Linked DNA regions of Capra hircus: region 2 is linked to region 1. A link is a contact called in public Hi-C data. All regions are on one chromosome and are shown on one strand. The core of a region is the stretch at or near the end of the contact, and the rest is flanking DNA. Distances in the headings are between cores, read along the strand shown. Region 1 has its middle 18 kb from the start of ARHGEF10. Region 2 has its middle 40 kb from the start of CLN8.

What was found. A called contact is a pair of places that touch in the nucleus more often than the background predicts.
Region 2: a Hi-C map of blood shows a contact between it and region 1, with 4 times the contacts expected there. The contact joins two enhancer-like sites. A contact is called at or near these places in 4 of 5 Hi-C or Micro-C datasets (blood and liver).

Annotation. Positions count from the first base shown.
Region 1 is chr27:43,292,742-43,296,560 of ARS1.2, forward strand. No RefSeq gene overlaps it. Among named protein-coding and RNA genes, the nearest start is that of ARHGEF10, 18 kb to the left of the region's middle. Within about 2 kb of position 1,915, at least 3 of the 5 cell types and tissues checked have an H3K27ac peak or open chromatin away from gene starts, as enhancers often do.
Region 2 is chr27:43,428,489-43,432,916 of ARS1.2, forward strand. No RefSeq gene overlaps it. Among named protein-coding and RNA genes, the nearest start is that of CLN8, 40 kb to the left of the region's middle. Within about 2 kb of position 2,498, at least 1 of the 5 cell types and tissues checked has an H3K27ac peak or open chromatin away from gene starts, as enhancers often do.

The DNA.
Region 1 (3,819 bases), core at 665-3,164:
GCCCCTCTGCACTGTGCAGAAGGGACAGTCTGGGCCAGTGTGGGCTGGAACAGAGGAGGGCCACAGTCTCTGCTGGACCAGGCTCTAGTCGGGCTCCTCTGAGTGGCTCCCAGCGAGGTCCTGACTCCTCAGGCTTTGAGGTCTGTCTCTTCATTGTCCCATTTTAGCAAGATTTCTGTTGAGTCAGACTAGCTGGAGCTCTCCAGGCTCAGCGTATGACCGGACTGCTCATCCCCTTTCCCTAGATAATGAGGTCTGAGCCCCTGCCTGCCCTCAGCACGAATCCTGCACGTCATTCAGTGGGGTCATTCTGCTATGGTCTGAGTGTGTATCCCCCCAAAACTCAGGCTGAATCCAAATGCCTGGGGTGGTGGTGTGGCCTTGGGGGGTGATGAGATCATGAGGGTGGAGCCCCCATGAATGGGGTCAGAGTGCCCCCAGCCCTTCTGCCACTTGAGGAGACACAGGGAGAAGGTACCATGTGTGCACTGTGGAGGGGCCTCACCAGATATGGCGTCTGCTGCATGTCGATTCTGGACGTCCATCCTGCAGGCTCTGAGGACTCAGCCCGTGGTTCTGCTGTGATAGGAGCTCCGCAGATGGCCCCACCCCTGCTGTCCCTCTCACCAGCTTCCTGCTGCGGCTCCACCTGCTCCTGAGGGTCGCCTCCAGAGGGGGAGGTGAGCCTGACCTTACCCCTTCGGGAAAGTCCACAGCAGGAATGAATCCCTCTTGCCTGGCTCTCCTTCTGTCCTGACAAGCGTTGGGGGTAGACAGCGACGGGGTCTGAGGATGGGGAGCCACCGCGTGCGTCCCAGCGGGCGGCTCCTCACATGTCTGTGAAGTCACTTCACAGAGGAGAGTGTGGGGCCCGATTTGCTGGACTGGAGCCATGCTTGTCTCGGTTTTCACTTGTAACCATTAAAATATAGTAAACCTGTTACATAGTGACAAAACAGTTCTTGTCTTAAGAGAACTGCTTTCCAAAACCAACCGTTCACTGATAAGTGTAAATTATTGTATATTTTTGCCAGTTTATCCTGAACTTCAGTAGTGAGGAGAGCTCACACCCGTTCCAGCATCTGTCGGTCATACCAGACCAGGGCCTGGAGCCCTGTTTCCCTAAGTGAGGAGACAGGAGTTGGGGGGATGGTGCCCCGGGGCCAGTGGGACCTGCCACTTCGGGAGCTGCGCGGGCAGTCCGGCCGGGCTGTGAGCACTGGGGCTCTGACCCTGAGAGCAGGGCCGCTGGGGGTCTTCAGCCGAGAAAAGCCGTGTGGTGACTCAGGAACGGAGTGGTTCTGCCGTGTGGACCAGGCCGTGCTGGGGAGCCGGGGCGGAGGCGGAGGTGTGCATCCTGGCGCGTCCTGCAGGTGGAGCCCGCGGAACACGCTGGCGGGGTGCAGTCCAGGCCATCCCGGGAGGACTGACTCAAACACCGGGGAGGGAAGCCGTGCCCTTCACGGAGGCGGAGGCGGCTGAGGAGAGACTGATTGAGGCAGGTTCGGAGTGAAGTGGCGCTCGATGCGTTTCGGACACCTTGGAGACACCTGGGGACAGCTGGCTGTGCAGCTGGAGCAGACGTAAAACCTGGGAGCCTGGAGGGGCCAGGCCTGGCTGAGACCCCCCGGGACAGGGTGGGCTCGCAAGAAGAGTTGTGTCCCAGACCCCCAAGGAGGAGCCTTGAGAAGAGGAAGCAACTGCGTGAGTGCTGTGAGGCGTCAGACACGAGTGCCGCCGTGCTGGGGTGGGCGGCATGCCGTGGGGGAGATGGGGTGGGGGTTGCGGGTACAGGAGGCCCTTTCAGGGCTCTCTATGAAGAGGAAAACTGGCTGCCGAAGGAGTGAGATCCAGGAGGTCTTAGTGTTGGGAGCCGTCACTGCACGTCTGTGGGCTGGCCGGCGGGGACGTGGTCACGTGATGGCGGAGGAGGGCTGCGGAGAGGCTTGGACAGGCCCGGGCACCGGTGGGAAGAGGTCGGGGAGGCCGGGCCAGGCGCCTTGGGGCTGGTGGAGCGATGGAACGTTGGTGAGAAGGTTGTGGACCTTCTCTTCTGTGCAGAGAGTCCTTGCGCCCTCGGGAGAGGCTGGGGCCTGAGGGGCAGCACAGAGGGCAGAGCCGCGCAGGAGGGCCGGTGGCTGGTGGCTGAGCGTTTAGCACCAGGCTGGTCGGGAAGGGCATGCACTCTTACTGTGACGGCGGTCCTGCGGGGGCTCATCGCCTGGCCCCACTCCCATGCGGGCTCAGATCTCCCTAGCTGCCTCTTTTGTAAATACCGCTGCTGTGAGCTGTGGGCTGCATGCTTCTTTTCCAGTTTGTGTTGTCGCTTTCTTTGTATGTGTACCCAGGAGTGGGATTGCTCAGTCTCTTCTTGGTTCTATTTTTTATTTTTTCCACTGCTGTGTTCTGCATAGTGGCTGCACCAATTTCCATCCCCACCAGCAGTGTAGGAGCATTCCCTTTAATGCACAGCCTCCTCAGTGCTTCCTGTCTTTCTGAGGGTCCTTTCTGAGCCAGTAAAGAATCCGCCTGCAGTGTGGGAGACCTGGGTCCAGTCCCTAGATGGGGAAGGTCCCCTGGAGAAGGGAACAGCTGCCCCACTCCAGTACTCTGGCCTGGAGAATTCCGAACGACAGAGGAACCTGGCAGGCTTTAGTCCGTGGGTTCACAAAGAGTCAGGCACCACTGAGTGACTAACACTTTTTACTTTTCGTTCTGACAAGTACAAACTGAAACTTCACTGTGGTTTTGACTTGCATTTTCCTGATTAGCCATAATGTTGAGCATCTTTTCGTGTGCCTCTTGGCGATCTGCACTTCCTCTTTGGAAGAACTGTCTGTTCAGGTCCTCTGCCCATTTTTTAATCCGACTGTCCATTTGGTACTGAGTTGTATGTTTTATATACTTTGGATATTAACCCCTTATTGGTCATGTTATTAGCAAATATTTTCTCCTTTTCAGCAGGTTGTCTTTTTGTTTTGTCCTTGGTATCCTTTCCTGTGCAAGAGTATTTAAGAGTATTTAATTGGGTCCCATTTGTTTTTTCTTTTTCTTTTTTTTTTTTTTTGCTTGTTTCTGTTAGAAAATCACAAAAGATATTGCTGTGATTTACATGTCTGCCTATGTTTTCATCTAGAAATTTTATGGTTTCTGGTCATACCCTTAGGTCTTTAATCCACTTTGAGTTTATTTTTCTAAGTGGTGTTACAGAATGTTCTAATTTCATTCTTTTTTCTGTGTCTGTCCAGTCTTCCCAGCACTGTTTATTGAAGAGATTGTATTTCCCCAGTATATATTCTTGCCTCTTTTGTTGATTCATCGTAAGTACATGGGTTACTTTCTGGAATCTGTCCTGTTCCATTGGTCTGTGTGTCCTTTTTTGGCCAGTGTTGTGTGTTTCGATTAGCTGTATAGTACCGTCTGAAGTCAGGAAATCGGACACCTCCATACTTAAGGTTGTTTTGGCTATTCATGTTCTCTTGTATTTTCATACAGACCTCAGAATTATTTGTTCCAGTCAGTGAAAACTGCCATTGATATTTCACAGGGATTGTATTGAATTTCAGGTGACATGAGTAGTAAGTAATCATCATCTGAACAATAATGATTAATCCAAGAACACGGTCAGTCTTTCCATATAGCTGTGCTGTTATCGATTTCATTCACCAGTGTCTTTTATAGTTTCCCTGCTACTGGTGTTAAGCCACTTTAGGTAGTCTTATTCCTAGTTACTTCATTTTTTTTTGACATGATTGTAAATAGGATTGTTTCCTTAATTTCTCTGATAGCTTGTTAGCAGGAATACAACAGATTTCTGTA
Region 2 (4,428 bases), core at 1,248-3,747, 140 kb after region 1:
GACAGTGAATAGAGCATAGGTTTTGTGTTTAGAATGGTGAATTGGACATTACTTTGTACACTTGCTTCAAACTGACTAGAGAAATGTGAGTAGCAAGTCAGTCGTCAGTAACAATTCAGTCCTGGTGGCACTGTCAGAGCCCTGGGGGAGGGGGTGTGGGGTGTGTGTCTGTGTGCGCACACGTGTGTGCAGGCTCTCAGATGGTGGAGGAGGTGGTTTTGGGGGGAGAGGCTTCAGGACCAGCTGTGGGGGTGTGCTGAGCACCTGCGGGGGCCTCCCTCAGCTCTGTCACCTTACTTGAAGGCCCAGCACAATCCCTCAAGAGCTTTGATCTTTCCGCTTCTACAGGAACAAAGCAACTGCATTAGGAGAAAAGGTCCCTGTTACCCTCCTGCCCTGAGACCAGCGTGGGCTATGGTGTGGCAGGATGGGGTTCTCATTACTTTTCCCATTTTGTGCCTAAATCACCCCCTCTTTCTCTATTTCCTTTTCTTCCCTGATGTGTAGAATGGCTGAGACATTTGAAACATAAATGTGAACTTGAAAGAATAAAATAGTTTGAGTTAAAACAAGAATTAAATCTTAAATATGTAACCCAAAGCTATGGATGTCCTTGCTAATCCAACATGGGATTCAGTTCTCCCTTTAGATCAGACAACTGCTGGTTACAGAATATAAACCTCATTTCCTGCTTCCAAGGTGACAGTAACTTTGTGACAGCTTGTCTCAAACGGTTTACATGTTGAAGTATAACACTGTTTTACCAATCCCTGTTTATTCAACATCCTTGAACAAAGATCAATATAAAAATGACCCTGGCTTTCTGTGTTTAACTTAAAGATCAGATTAACCTGTGTTTACAGCTGAGCCCTGGGTAGGGGGCTACTGCCCTCTGGCGGACTATCCTCGAATTGCAATGCTCTTCACTTAAGTTCAGTCATTCATTGCTCAGTTGAGTCTGACTCTGCAACCCCAAGGACTGCAGCATGCCAGGCCTCCTTGTCCTTCACCAACTCCCAGAATCTGCTCAAACTCATGTTTATTGAGTCAGGGATGCCATCCCACCATCTCACCCTCTGTCGTCCCCCTTCTCCTGCCTTCAGTCTTCCCCAGCATCAGGGTCTTTTCCAATCAGTCAGTTCTTTGCATCATTGTGATCTGGTGAACCCAGTTTCATCTGCCTGCAGCCAAAAATACCCCTGTAGCCCTCTCTACTGTGACGAGTTGTTGCTCAAGTTGTTGGCCCCGGGCAGCTCCTTACTATGCATAAATATGCAAAGCAGACTTGCTGGGCCTCGGCTACTTAATTCAAATGAAGGTGCCTGTCCTGTCTCTTCGTGGTTATCATGGAGGGCACAGCCTTGGATGTGGGCACAGCCGTGCAGGCAACGGCTAAGCTCGAACACCAGGCCCCTGTCTCAGCCCTGGACGCCTCATCGTCCCGTTTCAAGTGAAGATGACCTGACACTATTTCCTGGGGAAACTGCTGCGGGGTGAGGGCTGCGGGAGGTTCTACAACTTTCTGCGGTTTAATATCTTACAAAACTTCTTTCTTCTTTGAGTACAGTTAAAACAAGCTTTTACTGAAGTGAAGTGAAAGTCGCTCAAGTCATATCCAACTCTTTGCGACCCCATGGACTATATAGTCCATGGAATTCTCCAGGCCAGACTACTGGAGTGGGTAGCCTTTCCCTTCTCCAGGGGATCTTCCCAACCTAGGGATCGAACCCAGGTTTCCCGCATTGCAGGCTGATTCTTTACCAGCTGAGCCACCAGGGAAGCCCAAGAATACTGGAGTGGGTAGTCGACCTTCTCCAGTGGATCTTCCCAACCCAGGAATCAAGCTGGGGTCTCCTGCATTGCAGGCAGATTCCTTACCAATTGAGCTATCAGAGAAGCTCTTACTAGAGCTAAACATTTTACAGAATTACAATATCCAATAGCCGTAGTGAGCGAAGGATCACCTAGAAAGGCTGGAGGTGGAGAATTTGGGGAAGGGGGCCACAGAAGGTCAGAGACCCCTGACAATGAGATTCTAATGCTGGTGCAGGAAAGTCACCTGCAAACACAGGGGATCCATCCCGGGCGCTCTCTCAGCTGCGCGGTGCAGGGGGTGGGGGGCCTTGCTGGCTTGGCCAGCGGACCAGGCAGGGTCCAGACTCCCCTGTGGCTCAGATCACGTGGCCCAGGAGACTTGATCTTGTCCGTGACCACAGGAAGGAACTCACGGGGAAAAGTGTGGTTTGACACAGAAAAAAGGAAATGGAATAACCAGAGCAAAAAAAAAAAAAACCCTGTTGCCAAATGACCTCAGCATGTACCCTGAGTGTCTTGTTTCAGAACAATACTGAAAGCTGTGAAGGCGCCCTGGGGACCAGCCATGCCCCTGCCCTCCCCGTGTCGGGTGTGCCAAGACAATGATGCCCACTGCCGCTTCCGGGGCCATCACTCAGGGCCCGGCCCGCTGTCCACGGTCTCCAGGGCGAGGCAGGTGCTCCTACTGGCCCAGGGCTTCCCTCCTGAGCTGTTGATGAGCCCAGGCCCCTCATTCACTGTCCCCAGCTATGCAGCCAGCACAGCACACACAGCCTCTACCGTCAGCCCTGCACAGCCCCGCAGAAGGTGGTGACGGAGCCGCACCCCAGTGCCCACGCATCTCCTGTGTGGGAGTAACGGGCTTTTCTAACCTAGAAGCCTCGCATTTGACCAGCACCACCGAACCAGCAACAGGCTAGCTGCCAGCCTATAGGCAAAGTAAAGGAAAATCCATGGCCTGCAGTTGAGCACAAGGGCCAGGTCCATGACTTTCTCTCTTTTAATCGGATCTCCAGCTCGGTGCCCAGGGCAGAAATGTGGTGCTGACATGGGCAGGAAGGACTCCAGCTCCCGAGCAGGCTGGGGGCTTCCTGCAGGGGCTGCGTGCGGAGAGCCTGGCCGGGTGGAGGGGGAAGGGGCCGGAGGACCTGGGCTGGAGAGGGAGGCCCCTGGGGGTTTCTCAGCACAGGGGTGTCTGTCACCAGGCTGGACCCTGGGGACGAAGTCCCTGTGTTTTGAACGTGCTCTGCATTGTCACTGAATCACAGCTTTGCACAGCTTGCTGTGGGTATAAAATTGAATTTTTCACACTCAATCGTAGAAGACCATAGCAGTGTAATGAGACGGTTTGGAAATGGATTTTCATGGGCCCTGGACTCTAATTGTTCGGGGGAAATCCATCAGTGGATTCTAAAGCGCCACAAGTCTAGGGAGCACTCCTAGGAACTCGAGGGGTGTTACTTGTCTGGGGCCACAGCTTGAAGCTTCGAAAACCTTCGCTTCTTTCCTGACACAGCATGTTTGTCTGCCTTTCACTTTAATTACAAAGCAAGTTACAATTATCTGAACATATTAAGGGATGATAACTTAAGAGCTCACTAAACAAAAATAAGGGTGCAGAAAATTTTCCAACATCCTACTTTTCACAAGGCAACTCATTTAAAACTTCAAATAATGGAAAAAAAGCTGAAAACATCCAAACTGTGGCATCTGACTTTTTGTCATTGCTTCCTGCCTTCATTGGAGAAGGCAATGGCAACCCACTCCAGTGCTCTTGCCTGGAAAAATCCCACTGATGGAGGAGCCTGGTAGGCTGCAGTCCATGGGGTCTCGAAGAGTCGGACACGACTGAGTGACTTCACTTTCACTTTTCACTTTCATGCATTGGAGAAGGAAATGGCAACCCACTCCAGTGTTCTTGCCTGGAGAATCCCAGGGACGGGGGAGCCTGGTGGGCTGCCGTCTCAGGGGTCGCAGAGAGTCGGACACAACTGAAGTGACTTAGCAGCAGCAGCAGCAGCCTGTCTTCATGTTTTAGTTCATAGGCTATTTTTGAAAACATTTTGGTTTACAGAAAAATAGAGTGGAGTTTAAAGTAAGGAGCTCACGTGTAGCTTTTCGCTGCTCCTCCCAGCTCCCCAGCTCCTCACATCCTCATGGACATGGTACATCTGTCACAACTGATGAACCATTAATCAACACATCGAAAATGAATGCCGTACAACTTTCCATACACTTTTATTGAGCCCTGGGAAAACTGCTAAACCATATGTGGCTAAAGGCTAAAGTTTTCAATGACATGCCAAGTGAATGAAAGCTTTCATGGAAGGATTATAGGATTAAAAAAGAAAAATGTATAAAGCTTTCTTTTTGCTTAGGTGTGTTAGAAAGAAAGCGTGATGATATAATCTATGACAAAGGAGGTGAAAAGATACAATGGAGCAGAGACCATCTCTTCCGTAAGTGGTGTAGGGAAAACTGCACAGCCACATGTGAAAGAATGGAATTATTAATAGAACATTACCTAATGCCACACACAAAAACGAACTCAAAATGCGTTAAACACCTAAATGCAAGACCAGACACGATGAATCTCTTAGAGGAAAGTATAGG